Linked DNA regions of Anser cygnoides: region 1 is linked to region 2. A link is a contact called in public Hi-C data. All regions are on one chromosome and are shown on one strand. Each heading gives the region's core, a stretch centred on a gene start, on an enhancer-like site or on the middle of the called end of the contact. The rest is flanking DNA. Distances are from core to core; before and after follow the strand shown.

Region 1 (5,041 bases), core at 2,052-4,551, 230 kb before region 2:
CCGGGGGACACGAATACCAGAGCGCTAACTCAGATTAGCGCTTCACCTGGGTGAAGTGAAGGACAAGACCATGCCAAGCTCCCCAGCCATTTATCTGCCAGTTGTCTTACAGACTGATCTAGATGAGCCAAGGGATGTGTTTCCTATGTCCCTCATGAGCTCATGGTACTGAGGAACGGGATGGAAATAATGCAGTGATATAATCACCATCGAGAGAGTGGTTAATCAGCATTAGCCATATTGAATTTACTGGCAAAATCCAGACAGCAGCCTTGTAGAAAACAAGCATACAAAACCTGTTTTAGTTCAGTCTGACACTGCTTTCTCCTTACAGAGTCCTGTGGAGTGTGATGCTCTGTTTAGTTCTAATCGATTTAAGCGACCAGACTTCCACTGCTTCCTTTGGGAGATTATTGCCAGACTCTACTTAAAAACTCCCTGTGAGGAAATCTTCCTTCCCTTATTTTCCTCCATCACTTCTCATTATATGTCCTTTATGCATTCCGGGTAATGCTTCTTCCTTCTGGGGAAAAAGTTGAAGAGCTGTTACACTTTTTGCCTTCCCTTCTTCTTCGGTTGGTATTAAATAATTTAAGAAAATTTGCCTAATTCAAGGAAAATAATACCGATCACTGTCACATAGGAGAATAGGATGCTTGGATGACAGTCAGCAATAAGAAACACTAGTAAGGATGTCGGCATTGCAGATACAAATATAGAGCACTTTTTGCACAGCATTTTTCTAGTACTGGGCATGCACCGTTCTAAAATTAGGAGGACGGTTAGCTCACTTCTACGTTAGGAATGTCATATTTTTGCAAGGGATTTCTAGGACAGAAATTCTTTTTTTAAGTGCAGTTGTATGCATGCACACCCACGCACGCCACGTGAGAGCCGCACTGCACGTGAACTCTCTTGGGCTCCCCCTTGCACCCAGTCTCCTAGATGACGGCCGATCAAGCACGCCGTGAAAGCCTCCGCGTTGTTTTGAACACATGGGACACGGCCTCAGAGCACATGCAGGGCTCTGACATTTCTGCGGATGGGCTGGACTTGCTGTGTGCTGCAGAGTTCATTAGTGCATGCTCATTAGCCGGCTGCCCAGACTGCCAGATGTCTCAAAATCCCAGACAAACAGACAAAACCCTCCAATTCTGCACAGACAACATTTCTTATGGGGAGGGGGGAGAAAAAAAGGTTGTTTCCAAGAGAAACATGGATGTCTGGTAACTCTGCTCTGAAGGGCATTTGTATGAAATGCTACATCTGGATCGGGGAAGGTCAACCCCAGCAAAATGCCAGCAAATCTGAGTTCAATTTAAAGAGGGGAAAAGTGATTAAGGGCAAGGAAAGATCACTGTAAACACGTAGGAATGTACAACTTGGCAAGACAATATCTGAAACGGAGCACGATAATGTTTACAGTAATCTGATGCACACTAACATCGAGAACAGAGAACTGTCTGGTTTGCGATGGGATGGTATTGCTGACTGCAGTGAGAAGAAACTGAAGAAGTGAAAATGTCGGGATCTTTTCCTGACTCTAAACCTTTTAGTGAATTCAGTGGGATCTTGGAATGCTTTCCAGGAAAGAGGATGGATTCTTTACGACTGAGTAAAAGCAAAGCAAAGCTAACAAAGCACAGCCTTGTTCTTGTGAGGTGGGCTTTCACAATTTGCTATGCCTTTCCCAGCACTACTTTCTGTGTTCGCGAGGGCATATTGCCAATGATCTTCTAGAAAACAGCATCAAAGTTGAGCAGCAAATGCACATAAAATTGCTCCTTTTAAAGTAAAGAATATTTGGGGTGCTTTCACAGAATTCTCGCTTTCAAAGAACAGGTCCATTGGTGGTGGGGTGGGAGGGCCGAGTCCTCCCCACACCTCCGGGACACAATGAGATCTGCAGAAAATGAGTTGCTAAATCCCACCAAATTGGGGTGAATTGCATGGTCAGCCCTTCAGCTGCACTGAGAACGCACAAGTCCTGACTGAGCAGCACACGCACAGATTATCATCTCTGTGCATTTGAGCCGTCTTGTTGAAATCAATAGGAATGCTGATGGGCTTTCTGCAAAGCATGCAAGCTGCTTGTAGGATTATGGATTACATTTTTAGTATTCTGATTTTCAGGTTAAATTTATCATCGGGCACCTAAAACCAGAAAACTCTCATCTTGAATCTCCAGACATCGATTTAATTATTAAGCCATTTTGTGGGGAAGGAAGAAACGAAAATTGAATCAAACCTCACATGCTGAATATCAAATCCCAAACTGAATATTAATTTAAAACAATTGGGTAGAAACATATGAGAAATGCGACCATTTCTCGTGGAAGCAGAAATCAATCAGTTAGTCGCATAGTGCTTTGTAGCAGGCCTGTTGTGGTGCCCGTTCTGTTAACGATTTATTGTCGCTAGTACAGTCTGAAGGCATCTGTGTAAACCGTTTAAACCCACCTCAGCCCTCAAGTTTGACTAGTAAGCCTGAGGATGCAGAAAACAAACTACGAGCTGTCTCACTCGGCCAGCGTGTTCCTAACACTACAACTTATATAACCAAACACATGCTAGAAATAGGAGATAAGATTAGTGACAGTTAACTGCTGCTATTTTTTCGTTCCACAGCCTGAAGAAGGTCTCAGGGATTAAACATTAACTCTAATCTTACTTGCTAAAATTAGCGCACGCTATATTCTTTTTTCTTTTGCAGCCAATTGCAAGTATAGCACATAAGTTATTTTCAGCGTGTAATCTGATAACTAAAATCAGTCACCAAGCTGTTATTCCATTAAGAGTTAAGAGACTTCCTGGTTATTTACTTGGTTATTTTTACTTGGGATGGTGGAACCTGGCAGAGCCTGTTTTTCCTAGCTTAAGGTTATTTGGTTTCGGAGAACTGTTTGAAAGATGTAAATACATGGCTAGGCTCAAACAGGTCGGTCGCATGTGCAAAATACACGGTGCTAGACGTCCCCTATTTGTCTCTGTATGCACACAATAAGCCTGCACACAATCAGAAATTGTTTGGAAACCGTGATCCTTTACACACTGTGGGAACGCAGAAACTTTCCTACAGCAGTGCCACGGCAGGATTTCTCCGCATTTCTCCCCTCTTCAGCTTAACAGTGCTCAAACGTGCTCTCACCAGCAGCGTCCAGATGCATTTTCCCTATCCACTCATAAAACTGGGAAGCTCCCAAAATGAGTAATCACTCTTTAAACATCAACTTGGGCAAGAAGCATCGGATGCATGCATTTGTAGCATCCGGGCTCATAAATAAGAGAGGAATTTAAAAGTTGCTGATGGGGAAGACTGACAAAGAGAGGTCGTTGTTTCCTCTTTAAAAATACTTTTAAAATTAAGCAGCTATCCTGCTGGCCCAAGTTTGACAGACTGCCACCTCAGGTAGTGCGTACAGATCTGGGGAGGACAGCGGCGCGAAGTCTGGCATCTCCCCCACCGCATCCCATCACTGGGGTGGGAGGCTGGGGCACCTCCACCACAGCGGACACCTCTGGGCATGGGCGTACACCAGGGGAAGGGAGATCACAGACACAGCTCCTTGCTTTGAGAGGCTGATTTACCTTTCTTCTTTTTCTTAGCAAAACGTCTCACTGAAGAACTAGCCACCTGGGAAGCTGCAGCGAGGCCGGAGAGCTTCAAGGCATTACTTAGGTCCCTTTAATGGCACTTTTATGAAAGGTGCCAAATTGGAAGCACTGATCCAACTTTCAATTTTGTGCTTTTGATAAAAAAAAAAAAAAAAAAAAAAAAGCCCAGCTGCTCCCTCCAAGCCCTTCCCCTTGAAGTCACAGGTTTTGGCCAGGTGAGGAGTTTACACCAGAAACTTTGACTGCCTCAGTGAGAGCATCCACAAATAGACGGAGGAAAGCAGATGACTTCTTGTTTTCTTCTCTCTGGCATGATGAACATGCACAAGGGCAACCCCCCGCGACCGTCTGTGCCATCACTAGCAGCTTGCTGGGTGTCGGAGCACAAGTTTGGGAGGGTAGCTACCTCTGTGTCCCATCCCCATCTCCCAAAAGAGCAGGGGAGATGAAGGTGTGAGCGGGGAGGGTGATCGAGATGGCTGTCCGGCCCGATGGCCTCTGTGGCACGATGGACAACCAGCCTGGAGATACCCAGGTGATCACCGAGGCGATCCTCGGTGGCGGGTGCGACAGAGCCACGTGAGCCGGGGAGGAAGGAGAGGTCACCCGCCGCAGACGTGCCCCGGGGGCAGAAACCCAACGATTGTGAACCGCGTCTACGGCTCTGCGAGAAGTGCGTCAGCACCAGCAGCGGGGCAAGTGGCGCAGAATTGATTGCCAAGAGCAAGGATGGCGTAAGCAGCAAGGGGATCGATGCTGGCGTTATTGGTTAGGTCAGCATTCGCCTATGTGCGACTCAGGGAGGGCGTGCAAGAGCTGAGGAACCCACACACTTGGGTTTTTCCAGATCAAATTCACCGTGCTAGCGGCACCAGCTTGGAAGAGCTCTCACCCAGGTCCCCGCGAACGGGGCCAATAACATCAGGTGAGCCAAAGGGGGAGACGGAATCAGAAGATGGTTTAGAAACAAAATTAGAACAATTGAAAGCAATAAAAGTCAAAATAAATTAATTTCCGATCCAACTGCAGTGCTTGTTTCAATCTAAGCCTTCAATTTTTATTTCATCGTGGAGTTATTGAAGTCCAACTGAAATTATTTTGACCTTTCAAAAGTGAGATTGGCTTCAAATGAGAACAAAGAATTTACTTCTGGAAATCCTGACAGTATCCTCGGGGATGGTCAGCGCCCTCCCCATCCCCCCAGATTTTCAGGGAAAATTCATTTGTTGAATTAGCCACAAGCTTCAGTCTTCCCAAATCCCGCTTTCCAGAAAACACACGGTTTATTGAGAGGAAAGGTAGAAGTCACCACGCAGAAATGTGAATACTTTGCTGCTGAGACGCTTCTGCTCAGGTAACAGGAAGCACCTCTACAGAACACATAGAAGAATACACTTGCAAAACCGAAATGCTACAGGACTGGAAG
Region 2 (4,909 bases), core at 281-2,780:
ACTGACAGTGCCCTGAACCGATACAAGGGCAAAAATAAATTGTTTTGCCCAGACCTTATAACTGTGAAAAAGCACACCCTATTCCCCGAAGCAAAAGCAGTTGAATGATCTACTCTAAGAAACATGACTCCAAGTATTTAGTGGCAGCCATCTCAGATCACTGTTGTGCAGCCTCAATAAAAATTTGAGAGGTGGGTGGAGAGCAACTGAGAGCACTATGAATGAGAATGGTTAGTCCTAAACCTGTGTTAAGGCTAACAGCCAAAGAATAAAGGAGCTGGTGAGGGGGAACACGTTGTTCTCATTATCTGCCAGTGGTTGCACATCTGCACTAAAAGACAACAAAAGGGCATTTTTTTGTACAATTGTACATTGTGTAATAAGATAAGAATAAAACTAATTCACATTTATCTAGAATTTCTCAGAATGGTTGTAGTCCCTGTAGACATAGCTGACTATAAAATGTGAAAGTCTGAGTCACACCAGCAGATTGTACGTGGCAGAGAAACTAATCTGATGTAATAGAAATGTTTACAAGCTCAGTGACCCTTCTCCCTCCACCCTCCTCCACTTTAAAAAGCCACGTAAGGCCATGGATCAAAGCAATGAAGTGGCAGCATGCTGAACACTGAAACAATAACAGCCCTGACTTTCTCAGACGTCAGTAGTGCAAGTTACTGGAGGATTTTTACATTCACTGAAGAAGGTAATATAATCATATGCATCAAAGACTGAAAGTGGAGCTATAATGCCACCAACTCTTATCACTAAAATATTGCTAAACATGATTAAACATGGTTCAGTGGAAATATCAGAAGCTGACTACCCAGTGGGATCAAAAAAACAGCAAACAGTTCAGAAATGTGTACTCAGTTAATGCTTACCAGATGCAATCAATTTAGAGTAATAGTCAGTTCCAGTCTTTAATTCATATCTTTATGAAATGAGTACAGATACACTCCTCTTATGTCTAACAGATTTCCTGCCTCTATTTTTTTTTTTTGGTCTTTTCCAAGCAACACACCACCTTCTGTTACTTGAACTCTTTGTCCCTCCCTAAGAAAGCTGGAGGTCCCTTACAGATAACAAACCTGCTATTGCTTCCTGAGCAGATCTCAAGTTTGGTAAGGGTAAATGTGATGACACTATGCATTTAGGGTTTTGTAAGACACGTGACTTCACTGCGCATGACACTGTGAAAATAAATGATAAATGCAAAGTCAAAAGAGCTCATAATGAACAGATTAAATGTTGCTTGTAAATGAGATTTTATCACCCTGGGGGATATTCCTTGCAGTGTCCCACAGGATTCCTTTCTGGTCTTTGTGGAAAGTCTGCAGAAAAACAGAAAAAAATGTTGAAGTGTGAGGGATAGGTTAGCTAGAAAAATTGATCTGGATTACTTGTTAAAGGAAGGTCAGTTAAATAGTATCCATTTTGACAGCCAAATGAAAATCCGTGAAGCTAGGGACAAATAAAAGCAGCTTTCCTACAGGAATGGGGGCTCTGTTTCAGAAAGTGGTGTTTTAGCAAAGGATTTAGGTGAATTGGCTAGTAATCAATCCTGTAGGCACTCTCAGGATAGCTCATAGCATAAAGGCCAATTTGGATCTCAAAGAAGAGCAGTGATATATTTAGCTGCCCTACTCAAGTGCTGGAGAAAGCTCAGACGAAAGCAACAAGACTGATCAGAAGTTTAGGAAATGTCAAGTTGGGGGGGAAAAACTGAACCATGAGAATGTGTCTAGTCTGAAAAAGACAAGACAACAACTTTCACACACATAAAAGGTAGCGGCAACAGAGACTGTAACGAAGTCTTGTCCATACCTTCTGGTGATAACACAAGAAGTACTGAGCTTAAATTGCACCAAGGAAGATTTATGCTGTCCTTCAGGAACTTTTTCTAGTGACAGACAACCGAGCACTGGAACATATTGCAGGTTACCATAGGATTAAGAACTGTTTGGGCCAGTGGTTTCCAATCTTTCTTTTGTACCTAATCTCAACTCAGAAAACCAGCAGCGTTCTGCCTCCCATTGTTAAGTGGTAAAATTGTTTTGTCTTAAAACAAAGAGCCTTAAAGGTTTTGGCGCACTGGAAATAATAGTGATGATGATGATGACACACACAAAAGACATTGCATGGGGAATTCACCAGCTTGATTAAAAACAAATGGAAAGTTAGCTTGGGATGTAGCCACGTTTCAGAATGGCCTTTAAGAGCAGGAAAATACTCGAAAGCTGGCTGGGGTGCACAGGAGCAGACGTGGTGGTAGAGACTGTGGGGCTGTGCAAGAGGAGTCATTGCAGACAGCTGCAATGAATCAGTCTTAAAGTAAGCAAGACATAACTGGGTTTGGGGATGAGTGGAAATGAAGGGAAACTGAAGACTCGGGGGGTGCCCATGGGTTACTGGCAGGCCACAGGGCTGGGAATGGAGAGGGCCAAGGTGAGGGACACAAGATAAGAATAAGGCAGAGGGCACAGACTGGGGCATGACTGACCCAGCCTCAGGTACTCAAGCAGATCTTTTTATGACTGCAAATACCTACTGAGCAATCTTTGTCAGATATACTGCACTTGCCAGCCAAAAAGTGATGCAGAGCTGCTGACAAAAAAAAAGGGGGACATCTTTCTGTTTTCTGTTTGTGTTGCTTAAACTGTCTGAAGCCTAAGGAAATGTACACTGAAGCAGATACGCTCACGAAATCAGGGAGACCCTGCTCAGCTGACCAGCGAGGAGTTGTGTGGATGGTGCCCTCAGGTATTCATTTCTCAGGAGCCGAAGGATGTGCCCTCAGGTCATGTCACTCATACCGCCCCATCTGGAATCCCTCATTTCTCATGTTTGGGAGCTAGAGTCACGATCTCAAATGTTGTCGCATTAGCTGGGTAGAGAATTGCCAGGCCTCCCACTAAGTATGCGTGGGCAGCCCCTTTCCTTCAATTAGTTCAGAATACTTTCCAACTGAAGTTAACCTTCACGACATGCTCAACATTATCCTCTATGTTACTGCTTGAGCCTGGAAAAAAAAGTGTGTTATTTCCTTCCCCCCCAGTATGTTGCTCTAACCATTAAAACACACTGCTAGGTATAGGGAAGAAGCCAATCGGAAATACAGTTCCTAAACAGTCTCCGTACATTTTAGAAGGCCTTACTGATACCATAAGTTCTGCCTGGATGGATCCCTACATCCTCTCTCACAGTTCCTGGCCTGGCGGGGACTTGAAATGAATGTCTGGCTGAAGTCACAAGCACTGCTCCAGCGCTGTATATACCAAAACTCCTCTTGGAGGGAGTCCCAGCCCACGCTCAGCACTCTGAGATTAAGAAATGTACAGAACTGTAAAAACACAAATCACAAACAAGCTCGGTGAATTTTGAAGAGCAGTTTTTGAACACCCCAGTGTGGACGGTAAACCACAACAACAGTAACAGGAAAAGCAGCACCACAAACGAAAACCCAGTACTCCATTTGAAACTAAATTCATTTAATAAACTAGAAGAAATTGCTCAGCAATGAAAAACTCCAGCACCACCACCCTGACCACATAAGATACATGAGAATAAACAGACTTGTGGGCACACCTCAAGCAAGCTTAAAACAGAAGCCTGCTTCAAAACAGTCTCCACACTAGCAAGGTGATCTCACTGTCTGGTAGAAATAACGCTCATCGGCCAACTGTAATCAATCAATTTCACAGGACTGCTTACTATATATAAAAATTGAGGTTGGTAAAAATGTACAGGACGTTTGTTCCAGACCACTGTCTTCTGACCTCGATGAGCAAACAAACTGAAAATATTTCTCACGGAAACTGGTTTTGGGTTACAGGTCAGGTAATCACTTGGGAACTTCAGCAAAGGACAAACAGCAGATCAGCAAAGCCTTCAGAGGACATTTGCGGTGACGCTTTTGATTTGCAAGTGAAACCCCACTTGGGGTCTGGTTTTCCAGAGGGGTCCAGGAAATGAGTTTTATTCTTGCTGATGCCTGGGCAAAACAACTTTGGAAGCTGAGTGACTCGTGCTGGAGAGGCAGGTTGTGGAGGGAGTGAAGGAAGGACAGCTTGCTGCAGTGGATAGCAGGTAACCAAGAGCTTCCTGATGCTCGGGCACAGGACTGGTTGATTGAGCAGGGAAAACATCTGACTTCTCCATCACAAACAAGACCGTATGTATAGACAAACACATATTCTGTGTCAGCAAATGGTATATTACAACTTTTCTTATTCCCCATGTGAAAGCTCATTTTTCCGTGATTTGTGTCAAGCAACCGTTGGGTGGATGTGGAAAGTCAATTAAAAGTATACAAATCATATCTTTTATTACAATTTTATAATAATAATAATAACAATAATAATAATCACCTGTTTCAAACGTGTTTTGTGGGGAAGGTTGGATAGAAGATACATCAAAACAGGTTTTGTACTTACATCTAACGGACATATTAAATAAGGGAAGTAGCAAATGTAGTTAATGAGCGGACAGGATGCTTCTGGTCACTGTGAACTCTATATTCAAAGATATAAAGTCTCATAAAGATAGAGAAAAGTGCTCTGTGCTGTTTCCCATAGCATCGCCCTGCTGCTTGCTATGGAAATCGGTGAGTCGTGCGAAGTGGGAACGGTACCTGCTTGAGCGGTTTGGAAAATCTCACCCCACTTCCTTCACATTTCTAAAATGAGTGTATCTTGACCTTGCCCACCTGTTTCTATTCACAGGCTGGAAGAGGAAATGAGCTTTGATGCTTCTTCCACTCCCGACTGATTTTTTAACTGTGAATGAACTTAGTCCAAATGAAGAAAGTGCGCTCTTCGCATCCATTAGCTAAACTGAAACCAAAAGTCAGTACTTGAAACACTTTTCTGCATAACAGAAACCAAAACTCTTTGCATTTAAAGAGGGT

Evidence for each region. Hi-C and Micro-C count contacts between places; a contact is called where the count stands out from the background.
Region 1: a Hi-C map of liver shows a contact between it and region 2, with 2.5 times the contacts expected there. The contact joins two enhancer-like sites. A contact is called at or near these places in 2 of 7 Hi-C or Micro-C datasets (both in liver).

What each region holds. Positions count from the first base shown.
Region 1 is chr3:82,842,936-82,847,976 of Taihu_goose_T2T_genome, reverse strand. The region is part of intron 4 of BACH2 (BTB domain and CNC homolog 2); the gene reads right to left. Among named protein-coding and RNA genes, the nearest start is that of GJA10, 38 kb to the left of the region's middle. Within about 2 kb of position 3,301, at least 1 of the 3 cell types and tissues checked has open chromatin away from gene starts, as enhancers often do. A contact at or near this core is called in liver, where this site is marked.
Region 2 is chr3:82,615,137-82,620,045 of Taihu_goose_T2T_genome, reverse strand. No RefSeq gene overlaps it. Among named protein-coding and RNA genes, the nearest start is that of BACH2, 65 kb to the left of the region's middle. Within about 2 kb of position 1,530, at least 2 of the 3 cell types and tissues checked have open chromatin away from gene starts, as enhancers often do. A contact at or near this core is called in liver, where this site is marked.